3 separate regions of the Mus musculus genome follow, and all the other regions are linked to region 1. The links are chromatin contacts, called in public Hi-C and HiChIP or PLAC-seq maps. All regions are on one chromosome and are shown on one strand. The core of a region is the stretch at or near the end of the contact, and the rest is flanking DNA. Distances in the headings are between cores, read along the strand shown.

The links. Hi-C and Micro-C count contacts between places; a contact is called where the count stands out from the background. HiChIP or PLAC-seq counts read pairs in DNA pulled down with a chosen protein or histone mark.
Region 2: a contact with region 1 is called in a Hi-C map of cortical neurons, with 2.3 times the contacts expected there. The contact joins two enhancer-like sites. A contact is called at or near these places in 3 of 484 Hi-C or Micro-C datasets (the N1E-115 cell line, cerebellar granule neurons and cortical neurons), 1 of 115 datasets of contacts at active chromatin or transcription factors (large pre-B cells) and 3 of 9 other capture datasets (adipose tissue, embryonic stem cells and liver).
Region 3: a contact with region 1 is called in an H3K4me3 HiChIP or PLAC-seq map of bone marrow-derived macrophages, with 2.4 times the contacts expected there. The contact joins the promoter of Parvg here to the enhancer-like site in region 1. A contact is called at or near these places in 1 of 39 promoter capture datasets (macrophages), 2 of 484 Hi-C or Micro-C datasets (DN3 thymocytes and brown adipocytes), 1 of 115 datasets of contacts at active chromatin or transcription factors (bone marrow-derived macrophages) and 3 of 9 other capture datasets (adipose tissue, liver and pancreatic islet).

Annotation. Positions count from the first base shown.
Region 1 is chr15:84,258,687-84,262,927 of GRCm38.p6, reverse strand. All of the region lies in intron 1 of Parvb (parvin, beta), which reads right to left. Among named protein-coding and RNA genes, the nearest start is that of Gm33723, 21 kb to the right of the region's middle. Within about 2 kb of position 2,212, at least 25 of the 459 cell types and tissues checked have an H3K27ac peak or open chromatin away from gene starts, as enhancers often do. A contact at or near this core is called in bone marrow-derived macrophages and cortical neurons, where this site is marked.
Region 2 is chr15:84,383,976-84,388,216 of GRCm38.p6, reverse strand. It overlaps Shisal1 (shisa like 1), which reads left to right. Exons shown (of 5, transcript NM_001374162.1): 5 at 3,825-4,241. The coding sequence ends at 3,825. Among named protein-coding and RNA genes, the nearest start is that of Gm46527, 45 kb to the left of the region's middle. Within about 2 kb of position 1,841, at least 4 of the 459 cell types and tissues checked have an H3K27ac peak or open chromatin away from gene starts, as enhancers often do. A contact at or near this core is called in cortical neurons, where this site is marked.
Region 3 is chr15:84,322,685-84,326,925 of GRCm38.p6, reverse strand. Parvg (parvin, gamma) reads right to left here and starts at 2,206. Exons shown (of 13, transcript NM_022321.4): 1 at 2,095-2,206. It overlaps Gm22890 (a small nucleolar RNA gene), which reads left to right and starts at 3,574; the gene lies at 3,574-3,717.

The DNA.
Region 1 (4,241 bases), core at 963-3,462:
CAGAATCCGGTCCACACCTGCCACAGTGTCCCCAGCCAACTGACTTTTCTAGCACCTCTTGTTCTGCCCCCTCTGGCAGACACTGCCTCCCCTAAGAGCTCAGACCACGGTGCCTTTACTCAGCCTGGGCATCCTCCCTGGCACCACGTCCCACAGTTACTGTTGGAACTGCATCCAGAATTTCCCATCTGCCTATGCATGCCCGGAAGTCATCTTCCAGTTCTGAAGGTCCCTACAATCCAGACAGAGAAACAGGGAGGAAAGCCTCACGGAACAGCTGTGGACACCGCATCTCTTACCACAGGGGACAGATAATAGTAGGTAGGCAGGATCACAGGGCCGTTGTAACAACTTTCCGCTACATGGAGAGTGGCTAAGGATAAGATTTAAGTCTCTCTGCCCCTACTCCTCACCCCATCACATAGCTGGGCCACATTTGGGCACTTACTCACTTCACCTGAGCTCACCTGAAGAGAACTGAGTCAAATCCATGTTCTGGAAGGCTCAGCTTGGAAGCCAGTGCCAAGGGCAGAGGACCTCACCAAACAATGCTCAGGGGATTCGGAGAGCAGGTACCAACGTCACCAATTCTCAAAGGACCCAGATGTCAAACACCCACCCTAAAGACGAGGCTCAACCAATTCGGAAGCTCCTGGAATCTCTGCCCAGGCTCCTGAGGTGTGGGTTGTAAGATCTCCGCACATGCACACCAAGGCTACGGGAATAAGCAGGATGAAGCATGGCTCATCCCTGGCTGCAGACGACGCTGCAGAGGCACAGGCCCTCCAAAGTCCCTGCAAAGAGCAGGTGTCAGACTCAAACCAGCACAGTGCCTATGGGAGGCTCAGGGCCATCTAAGCTCAAAGGGCTGTGGTAAAGCTGAAAATGCAGGCCCAGTCCAGGGGGAAAGGAAGTGTGGACCACAGCTATGGAGCAGTGAGGGCCAGCAAACAGCACAGGCCACTGGGGAAGGTCAGAGACTGCTGGAACCTCAACTTCAGGTACCCCAGGTTGCCGCTAGGGTCAAACCCAGGGACTCACACACACTAGGCAAATGCTCTGCCATTGAATTACGTCCCTAGTCCTTCCTTTTGGACACTGTCTTAGTTAAGGTTACTATTGCTATGGCGAAAGGGCTGGTTTGGTTTATGCCTCCAGATCATAGTCCCTCACTGAAGGAAGTCAGGACAGGAACTCAGGCAGGACAGGAACCTGGAGGCAGGAGCTGATGCAGAGGCCATGGAGAGGTGCTGCTTACTGGCTTGCTTCCCCTGCCTTGCTCAACCTGCTTTCTTATAGAACCCAGGACCACCAGCCTGGGGATGGCCCTGCCCACAATCACTAATCACTGCCCTCCCCCATCAATCACTAATTAAGAAAATGCTCTAATAGGCTTGCCCACAGCCCAACCTTATGGAGACCTTTTTCCAATTGAGGTTCCCTCCTCCCAGATGACTATAGCTTGTGTCAAGTTGTCATAAAACTAGCCAGCCCGGTGGCTCAGGCTGTCCTGGAACTCTCAATCCTCCTGCCTCGGGCCTCCCAAAGTGCTGGGACTACAGTATGTGACACCATGTCCAGCCAGTGTCACCACTGCAGAGTCACACAGCATACTGGCTAGTCTAGAGGACTTCAGCCCTATGACTTGATTCCCTGCTTTTGAAGCTGCACCCTACACCCCAGCCCCGCACAGAAGGGCTCCCCTGATCATCATCTGTTCTCTTGGCTCAGACCCTCAGCTCAGGTGCTGATGATCAATGACTCTTAACCCCAGGCCACACAGCAGGCCTTTTGCCGCAAGCCTTGGAGTCCCCAACTTAGGAAGGGTTGCTTTTGATCCCACTTCCTTTCAATCAATTCCACTGCCTTTCGACAAGTGATTTTAATCATGGTTGGGGGGAGGTGCAGAAGAATTCGGAGAGAGAAGAGCGTGCAACACCCCAAATACAAACAAACAAATAAACAGCAAAAGAGCAAAATGCAGATTTCCCTGCCGGTGGTGAACACACATCGTGCCATCCCTCTGAGAAAGCTATACAGGTTGCTTGCTCACCAAGGCAGACTGGGAATGAAATCTGCTGGTCGCTCGAAGCGGCAGAACAAGCCTGGTCAAGCTCAATACAGATAGAGAAATGCACTGTGTAGAACAGGAATGAGAGCAGAAATGGCAGCAGGAGAGTCACTCCTCAGCGGAGCCGGCGAGGCCCGCTTCCCAGCTGTGGAACCAGCGGTAATTAATCTGATCGGTAATGTTCCCACATACCCAGAAGTCCAAAGCGGTTCTGCTGAGAAAATAAGAAGATTAAATCATTAAGCCATTAACAACAACAACAAAAGAGCTCTACTGTACACCTGCCACGGGGAGAACCACTCCCCCCGCCCCCAAACTGGGCTGAGAGCAGGAACGCTATGTACATGGCGCCCTCTAGTGGTCATCTGTACTATGGCTGTCTGACGAGACTTCGTTCGGGAGGCAGGTCCAGTTTAATCTTCTTTGGCTGAGATAAAAAGCAAAGACCTGGGTTGGGGGGCGGGGACGGGGGGAGGGGTGCTCAGAACACTAGCACTGGACTCTGCAAGCTTGGCAGATGAGGAGCCAGGGCTAAGAGCCTATGTAGACACGCTCCCTGCCCCTGACACTCTTGGAACCCACGGATCCCACGCACTTCCCCAACACATTGGCCTCCCTTGACAGCTCCTTTCTTCGAGGCATTGTCACAGTTTGGCACATCTGCGCCAAAGGTTTAGCTGCCATCACTTCTGTAAAGGGCAGGCGTGTCACCTGCTTGTCTCCTGGCTCCTCAGGGCATCAGGCAGAGAGCAAACTGCTCAGAGAACAGCTGGCTAATCCTCAGTGAGTTCAGGAGCAACTGGGCCAGCAATCTGCAGCTTTAATCAATCATTTATTTGCAGTTATTTTCCCTATTTTGGTCTTTGGAGAACAATCTTGATACGTAGCCCAGGCTAGCCTCAGACTCACAGGCCTTCTCCTGCCTCATTGGTCCAATTGCTGAGTGGGATTACAGGCATCTGCCATCATTCCTGCCTGGGGATTCTCGCTGTAACTCCCTGGACCTCTTTCTCCTACATCTTTTATGGTTGCATGGTGCTTCCCCTTCTGTGATGAAAAAAATGAATGTATACTGAAGTTAGCTTGGGTAGTACAAGCAACCCCATGGGGTCTCCAGGCAGGAAGAGAAGCCTGGAACAGAGACAGACTGGGAGATGCAGTGTGCTGATGGCTGGGGGGATGGCGGGGACAGCACGGGTCCTTTCAGAACTGGAAGAGGTCAGAGATGAAAACTCATCGAAGCCTCCAGAAGGCTGGAAAGCCCAGCCCTGATCCTGACTGATGACGTTCAGGGCTGTAAGGCAACACACAGACTCCCGTTCTAACTAATGAGGTTCTGGTGCCTCATTGCCACAGTCCTACAGAAACAAACAAGGGCATGGGGGGCACGTTGCTTTGATCCCAGCACTCCGAAGGCAGGCAGATCTCTGTAAGTTCAAGGCCAGCCTGGTCTACACAGCGAATTCCAAGACAGCCAGGGCTACATAGAGAGACCCTGTCTCAAAAAGACAGAAAGGAAAAAAACAAACAAGGAGGGTGGCTACCAGAAGCCTTGCACATCCAGATAGACTCTCCCACTGGCCTTTCAAGAGCTGTTGAAAGAGACAAGCCTGGGTCACTCAGCAGCAGAACTTTAGACAGAAAGGAAGAGCTGTTTGACCTCACTGTAGAGAGCACCGCCCCTCCCTGATCCACACAGCAAGGCAGCCACTGGTCCTTGACACAGAGGTCAGGGTGGGGGGTCTTCTAGAAAACAGATTTCCCAACAGGCATTGGCTTTTATGGGCAGACACCACAGGACGGCCACCCGCAGCACCTGAAGCCACCTCCCCTGAGCTAGCCTCTCCGAAGGTTTACCCAGCAGCCTTGGCCTGAAGGCAGTTGGGGACCAGGCTACCTCCAGCTTTCCACACTGCCTGGCCATTTAATAGTTTTCACAGGAGCAGTCGGAGGTGTGCTAATTGCTTGCCCTTTGCAGCCACAGCTGAGCCCCATAAGCCGCCCTCCTCCTGAAGCTTTGTCTTCTCTGCTTTGTCCCCAAGGCCACCTCCTTGGCCCCTGACCAACAGGGCAAGCATATTCTCTCCTCTGCTCCATTCCCCGGGTAACAAGTTCTTGAGAACTGTGGACATTTTCAAATCCACACACAAGCCACTAGCTTCTGTGAGAC
Region 2 (4,241 bases), core at 592-3,091, 130 kb before region 1:
ACCCATAAGCTAGGGTAAACTCTTTCCCCTCCAAGTCAGTCTTGGTCATGGTGTCTATTACAGCATCAGAAAACAAAATAGAACAGTACCATGTAGGTTATGTTTGAAGTCCTTAGAAAACACTGAGGCTGAAGGTGACTGGAAATACAGTCTGAGACGAAGATGTCTGGGAAGGTTGCCATCAGGGACCTGGGCAGCAGCATCCTCGGAAACCAGGAAGAATCAGGAGAAAGGTCAGGAGCATCCTAAAGCAGGCGGCATCACTGAGGTGACACCACTAGGCCAGTGCCGGAGTTGGTAATTGATGATCACAGATTTGGCAGCGTGGGAGTCTCTGGAGCGTCAGTCTAGTTGGAGATTGGAGTTGGACAGAAAGCATGCGGTCCTCCTTTGCCAGCTACCATGTTCCCTTTTGTCTCTCCCAACTTCTGCTGTGTTGGAATCCCTAGCCGTTCACATGGCTCATTGCTCTCCAAAGAACCAGCAGCTAGATTTGCTTATGAGCTTCATCTTTGGGCTGATGTTTTTTAAATCTCTTTCTAGCTTCCTGTGACTTCCTCGGTTTTGTTGGTTTTGTTTGCTTTTTGTCCTGTCTGTTTGAGTGTAGTGATCCACTTGTGTTTTCGTGTTTCTGAAGGGTTTATCTAAGGCTATGAAACCACCTCTCAGTGCAGCTTTGGCTGCACCACTCAGATTTGGAGATGTTATTTTCACTTTTGACCACTTTTGAAACTCCCGCTTTCCTTGCCTGGTGTTTTGCAGTTTCTATTCTTCACTCTCTTGCTCATTTTTTTAAAAAAGATTTATTTATTTATTTTATGTATGAGTACACTGTAGTTGTCTTCAGATACACTAGAAAAGGGCATTGGATCCCATTACATATGGTTGTGAACCACCATGTGGGTGCTGGGAATTGAACTCAGGACCTCTGGAAGAACAGCCAGTGCTCTTAACTGCTGAGCCCATTCTCCAGCCCCTCTCACACTTTTTGACTCAGGAATTATTTTAAAGAGTTTATAACATTTGTGGCAGTAGACTTTATTTTGTTTTGTTGTTTTTCTCTGGAGTGTGTTCTCACCTCTATATGTGTGCATGTGTGTGCACATGCACGTGGAGGCTATGGGATAACACCACGTGTCTTCCCTAATCGCTTTCCACCTTACTCTTTGAGACAGGGTCTCTCACTGAACCTGGAGCTCACCCATTTGGCTAGACTGGATGGGCAGCAAGTCGAGGGGTCCTCCTTCCTGTCTCCTCAGTTCTGGGACTACAAGATCGTGCCGTGGCACCTAGTATTTTTTACTTGGATGCTGGGGCTCTGAACTCAGGTTCTTATGCTTGTATGGCAAGCACTGCACCAGCTAAACCCCAGTTGCTTGTCTGTTTGTTTCTTTGTGTGAGTCTTGCTGTGTAGCCCAGGCTGGCCTCAAAGTGTGTTTTGAAAGCTAAGATTATAAGTGTGAGCCGCTAACACCTCTTAGACCTGACTTGTGTTGTTTATTCAAATTTGGTGGCATTGTGACCAGATAATGTTTTAATTCTGGTTTTTGAAATGTATACACTTCTTCAACAACACTTATACACTTGTGTCAGGGTTCTGTGTGTGTGTGTGTGTGTGTGTGTGTGTGTGTGTGTGTGTGTGTGTGTGTGTGTGAAAGCATCCAACAGGGCTCTGCCCAGTTAAACCCAACTTCACCTTTGTCTGCTGTTCCAACCATGACCTTCAGCTCCTCCTGGTTTGCAACTGTGTATCTTCTGAAATGGGGTAGAGTACACTGAGCAGAACTTAACCACCTGACCATTCTGAAGCGTGGGCTCCAGTGGCTTGAAGTGTGGGCCTTTCTGAGTCACTTGGCCTGAAGTGAAATGTCTCTGCAATCCCCACTAAGCGTCTTTTTCTTTTTTAGCTAGCTCGTACGGCTCATTAATGTCTACTGCTGCAGCAAACACACTCAGTCCCATTTCTGTCGTCCTGGTTTATGATACATTTTTGCGTTTATAGCTTTGGTGGGGGCTGTCAATTTCCCCCATATGGCCTGGGTTTTCTTTGTTTTATTTTCCGTGTAAATGTCTTCTGATCACTCGGAAAGCTGTGTTTGGGTGCCATGGTTACCTCCATAATTATAATGGGATGTGATGGGCTTAATCATTTATTTCTTGATATGGTGTTTCTTTTCTCCCCACAATGAACAATGTCAGTACTGGCTGACTTAGTCTTCCTCTCCTGTTATCTCCCAAACTTTTGTCCTCAGCACCTTCATACTTCTGATTTGACTTATTCTTCTGAAGAATCCTTCAGACCCCCAACTCTAAATGAGTCAGATCTCGTTTATCTAAACCGCCTCCTCCTCACCTCGCCCCTCCTACGATCTGTTATTTATACCACTTCCCTGTTTTCATTCTAGTTCTCTTGTGTTCTTGTCAGAACCCCTGGGCTTTTTCAAACATGCTCCTAGAGTGAGAGCCTCCTGTGTGCCCTCTCACGCCTGTGCCTGTCTGCTAGGGATTTATCCAAGGGTTCATGGGGACAGCGATTTAAAAACATATCAAGCAAATCTTTCTGCTGACCTCATGCTTGAAAGATGATCCCCTTGCCCGGCTTCTATATCGCTTGCTTTATTCATGCATTTAACAGATATTTATTGGGTCTTACGTATACTGGTTGCCATTCTAGGCCCTGGAAGTACAGGACAAGGAAACAGTTAATCACTTTGGCCCTCTTGTAACTGGGTAGACTTTGACTTCCCTGTTCCAGTCACCCCATCGTGTGGTTACCCTCACCTGCAAAGGTTTCTGGGAAAACAGGGATCTGCAATCGGGTAGCTGGTTTTTTTTGTTGTTGTTGCTATTGTTTGGGTTGTTTTAAAATTACATTCATTTCATTATTTTGTGGGTCTCTCTCTCTCTGTCTCTCTTTCTGAGTGTGTGTGTGTGTGTGTGTACTGCAGTCATGTGTAAGAGTCAGAGAATAACTTTTGAGAGTTGAGTCTTCCTTTCACTGTGAGGGTTATTAGGCATGGGAACAAACACCCTTATCATTGAGCCAGCTCACTGGCTTTGGGTAGTTGTCCTTAGCATGGTGATGTGTGATGCAGGCATAGATGAGTTTGTCTGTGCCCCCTGTTGTCCTGCCTGCAGCCTGGCTCAGCCAGTCACGGCCGCAGTCCTCAGTCTTCAGGCCTCTCTTACATCCTCGCTCTTACACACTGGTCTTCTGGCTCATCTCTTATCCAGGGAAGCCTTGGGTTCTTTTCCATGACTTGATCTGGCCCAAAGCCATGGAGACCTGTCCAAAAGTGTGGGTCCAAGAGGTGCAGTGGGATTTTTTTTTAATTCATATGAATGGCATCTGTATTCATTTTGAACAATTGTTAGCTCATTACACAAAGATATATTTTCACTCAAATCAGAGTACTTTGGAAGGCTAAAGGGTATTTTAAAAATTATGTTCAATGACAGGTGTTCTCTGGAACTGTTTCAAGCCAAGATATATAGTCAAGCTGTGGGAGATGAATGTCACTGGCCTTATAAGTTGATCGGATGGCTCAAAGAGTGAGAAATGTATTTATCTTTGCAATCCCTGCTTTAATAAGCAGCCTGCTGGCTCTGTTGGATTTCCCAGATAGATTGCACGCAGTTAATTGGGATTTGGGTTTCTGTATACAAGTCCTGATACTCCATATGTTACTGCATGGGCCAGGAGCTCGAGTATCCCACACAACCGCAGTGTCACAGACTTCCTTGTGCCCAAAGTACAAATGTCATACGTTCTTGGCTTTTTCCTCACTCTAACGCTTGGTACTTCTTTCTTCCACTCTCTCCAGAAAACCCTTTTGCTGTGCCTCAGGATGGAGGAGGCTAGACCCAGAGCACCTGGTGCAGCCTCCAAGAGCAGCTTCAACCAAGACACCGGGGAGAGCTGGGGCAGCGGCGTGGTAACGAAAGAGGAAGTACCACCTGTGCCCAGAACCCCCTTCCGTGAACTTCTGAGATTAGGAGCAAACTCAGGGTCCGGGGACAGGGTGCAGGAAAGGGGCTCTGAGCCACCTGTCTGCAAGCAATAGTTCTCTCTGGGGCTGGTGGCTTCTGAGAAGAGACTCCGTGTGGATTGAGGTGACCAACACTAAGCTGCTCTGGCTGATCCCAGCCAGAGGGATTTGGGGCCATGAGTTGTACCATGGTCCAAAACACTGACGTTTCCCCTGCCTCCATCCCCTCCAATAGCGGCCCCCTTAGGCCTA
Region 3 (4,241 bases), core at 957-3,456, 64 kb before region 1:
TTCATTCAGACTGGGAGAGATGGATGGAGGACGGGAGTCCGACACTGAGTGGGCAAGACACTGAGGGCCAAGTGTGAGGAATGAAGCCTGGTGTGAGACACCTGAAGTCAACCAAACCTTGCAGGGGCAGACAAGTTACCAGGCTGGCTGTGGTGATTTATCCTGATTTTTGCCTTGGCAGGATCTAGACTCACCTGATAGGCAAAGCTCTGGGCATGCCTAGATTCCCTCAGTGTAAGAAGGAAAGTGCTGTCCCATGGGCTGATCTTGGGCTGAATGAAACTGAAGAGAACAAACTGAGAAACCTCATTTGTCTCTCCTCTTTCCGATGCAGCTTGGCCAGTGGCCTCCTGCTCCCTCTGAAGGGGCTGTGCTTTCAAAGTGGAAGCTAAAGAAAACCTCCCTTTCTTAAGTTCCTTTTGTCAAGATATTTTCTCACGACAAGGAAGGTTAAAAACGCACAGGCTGAGGGCACAGCCTGGGCAAAAGCTTGGGAAGCAAGCAAGTTCCCTGCCAGCCAGGCACATGGAAGCCTGGCCAGGAACCTCAACCCTCTCTCTACATCCAGGTCAGCACCCCAGTTTCCACAGAGCATCAGACAAGTGTGGGAAGGGAGCTCTGGGTTAATCTGTATGAGGGTAAGCACCCACCAGTGGGGTGAAGTGGCCGTCCATCCATCCCTTCAGGGTCCCTGAATCCAAGACAGGTAAAAAACAGACCAGACTCTCCCAGATGTAGATGGGGTGGACCAGGCTGAAGGCCAAAGCCACCCAGACGTGTTCCCCAATCCATGTTAGCTTGCCTCACAGAGGGAGGCTGGCCCATCCAGCCTCCAGTTTTGAATGAGTCTTTCGCCAATTGGCTCCGCACCCCCAGACTTGGGGTGTGGTCTGTCAGGGCTTTTGCTCACGAAGCCCAGAGCTCGTGCTCCTTGTGAAAGACCAGCAGTCCCTCCTCGTCCTCGTGATGGGCCTGAGACCAGCAGTGTGTCGTGTCTTCCCCGCCCCCGCCCCAGCCTCACAATGCAATGCGCAGTGTCAGGCCTGAGACTGAGACCAGCAGTCCCATCCCACCCCACCTTCCCATCCCCCACAGCCAGCTTCGTGATGAGCACTGTCAGGCCTGCCCGTACCCAGCAAGGATCAGATTCAGAAGCTAATGGCCCCCTTCTGGTTCCCTAACCTACTTCTGGTTCTTCCGCCCACACTTCCCCTCTGGAAGTTTCATTTGCCGCATGGCCACCTTTGACTCTTCCCTTATGTCCCTCGTTCAGCCTCTGCACGAGCCTGGGATTCCCAGGCTCACTGGGATACTGGAGGTCTGGGGTCAAACTGGAAGGAAATTCACAACAAGGAACCTGAGAGTTGTGCTGAAGAAGAGGCACTGGGGGGGGGGGGGGGGCGGTGCTGAGAGCCACCATCCTCAAACTGGCTACAGCCTGGGAACCTTGGGAAACTGAGTCCTACCCTGAAGCCAGGAGCAAAAGGCCAGAGCCCCCTGGGAATGAGTTCCAAACCCCACAAACTGAGCAAGAGAAAAGAGAGTTGGGCTGGGGTGGGGAGCCTGGGCCCCAGCCAGCTCCTCCTACTCAGACTGGGTGACTATAGGCCAGCACGCTCTCTCTTTGACTCTGATGCAACTCTACAGGGAGAAGCTAGACCCTGTGTCCAGCCAAGTACACATAGACCTGAAACTGCCTCTGGTGACCGGTCCCAGGTGGGTTCCTTCCCTGCCCCAAACAGCAGTTTCTTCATGGTGGGGAACTCGGCTTTCTCTCATGCGGTAAAGCTCTGAGTGGCTCTGGTCTGAAAACTGCTCATCTGGCTGTGGGGGAGGTAGTCAGAGCTTTCCTGTGGGGACGGGTCTCACAGATCCTCAGTAAAATGATGCAATGGCCTCAGCAACGTGGCTGGATGTGGGGCTCCCCTTTGGCAGATCCCCCTGACTGTGAGCTCCCAGCTGAGATGTGCCTCTGGGTTTCTATTCAAGGAACCTCTCCACCTTCCTCTCTGAGGTCCACTACCCGGACATGTGAACAGGTAGAAGATTCTAATAGCTCAGGGACCCCACAGGCCAAAGATTAGATGCACTCACCCGCTGCTTCTTTTCAAATCAGGAAATGGAGCCCACTAGCTTAGAGGGTGACCAGGTTCCCAACGCAGACAGGTTCCGGAGGTGGAAGGCAGGGCTTCTGTTCACTTCCTCTGCCACCCCGGTGGCTGCAGACAGCTTCCTCCTCTAAGTTGCTGATGAGCGAGGTACCCTAAATCCACTGAAAGACTGCCAGAACCCCTGCCCCTAGTCTTCCAAGACTCCATGGCATCACGGGGTCTCTCATACTTCCCTCCCTGCCCCCGCCTCTCCATCAATCCAGACAATCACTGTCTGAAACATAACAGCAAGGATAGGACCCCAACAGCAAACTGTGTTCTCCACTGCCTTTTTCTCATGGTGCCCAGCCTGCACCTCTGCCTCCCTCTGAGCGGCCCTCCAACCAAGCTTGCTTGCTCCAACCAAGCTTGCTTGCTTTCTCACTTGCTGATGGACTAACTTCAAGACAGTCTCATGTAGCTCAGACTGACCTCAAAGTCACCAAGCTGAGGTGGTCCTTCAACTCCTGATTCTCCTGCCTCCATCTCTTACATATCTGAGTTACAGGCAGGAGCCACTACACCCAGCCAAAGGCTCCTAAATAAAGCCAGTCTCCAGGTCTCAGCCCGAGTCTCTGCACCCACAAGCTACTTTCCCCAGCTTCCCCAGCCCTCCCATCCTCTCCCTATAAACCGCACAACACCTGCCTGTTCTCTGCCAGTGCCTCAGGCTTTTACTTTGATGTCACAATGCCTGTCCCCATGTCTTGTAAGCTCTGCTCAACTCTTCACATGGCTCACAACTCCTTCTTGGCATGAGCTTTGGTACCTCCTCCTATAGGAAGTCTTCCACAACATCCTTTTCTTTTACAATGGTCTTGGGCTTGCAGCCATGCTAAAACTATCCTTTTTTTTCCTTTTCTTCGAGACAGGGTTTCTCTGTGTAGCCCTGGCTGTCCTGGAACTCACTTTGTAGACCAGGCTAGCCTCGAACTCAGAAATCTGCCTGCCTCTGCCTCCCGAGTGCTGGGATTAAAGGCGTGCGCCATCACACCCGGTGTGCAGCCATGCTAGATCAGCTGATGACATGGGCTGGTGCCTGATAGCTGTCTCACCATCAAACCAGGAGCTCTACAGGTTGGAACCCATCTTTCCCACTCACTACTAAAAGTCAGTGCCTACAATAGCACCAGGCACAAAATGGGATCAATGAGCATATTTTGATGGCTGTTATTGCTTAAAGGACTGTGTTGGTCCTATGACAAAATGCCTGATGGAGGCTGGAAATAGAGCTCAATTGATAGAGTGTCTGTCTAGCATGCAGGAAGCCCCGAGTTCAATCCCCGGCACCTCATAAACTAGGCATGGGAGAGGACATGTGTGATCCAGCTCTCAGAAGCTGGAGGCAGGAGGATCAGAAGTTCAAGGCCGGCCTAGACTTCAAGAGTACATGAGACACTCTCTTTAAAAAAGAAAAAGAAAATCCCCCTGGCATTGGGCAAAGAGACACCTTGTTGTTGGTGCTGTTCTTATATCAGTCAGGGGCAGAGCAGATGGCAGTCCTTAGTGCACCCTAGCTTGATACCTGGCTTGGTGACCACAGCTGTTTTATGCCTAGGACATATAAATCAAATCAAATCAAATCAAATCGAATCAAATCAAACCAAATCCAGGCAGCACAGCATGGGAGAAGGAAGACAGAGACCTGCATTCCACCATTCCACCCCGACATGACTTCTGCCCCACAGCATGGGTGGGCCATAGACACCCAGAGCCTGCCTACCACCGTGGAGCCCAGTGTGTGAGGGAGAAGACAGAGACCTGCAGAACCATGCTGCCCACAGACCAGCTCCAGGGCACATGGCACAAGCAGACTGTAGAGACCATCTTGCTACCATGCCACGAAGTATGGATGGACGATGTCACCCAGGGGCTGGCCATCCACATGGCCAGTCTTCAGCGGGAGCCAACACAATGGAGGGGGCACAGGTGGGCCAGCCCTGAGAGTGAGAGCTCCGGAGAGCTGGCCCTGCCATTCATCTGCCTTGAAGTGGTGGTTGGCATTCCTTCTAGGCTCTGCCCCACAGTTACCTGGCATCAGCTAGGTGTGCCTGAGTCACTATAAAAGGTAAACCCTCCTTCCTCCCTCTC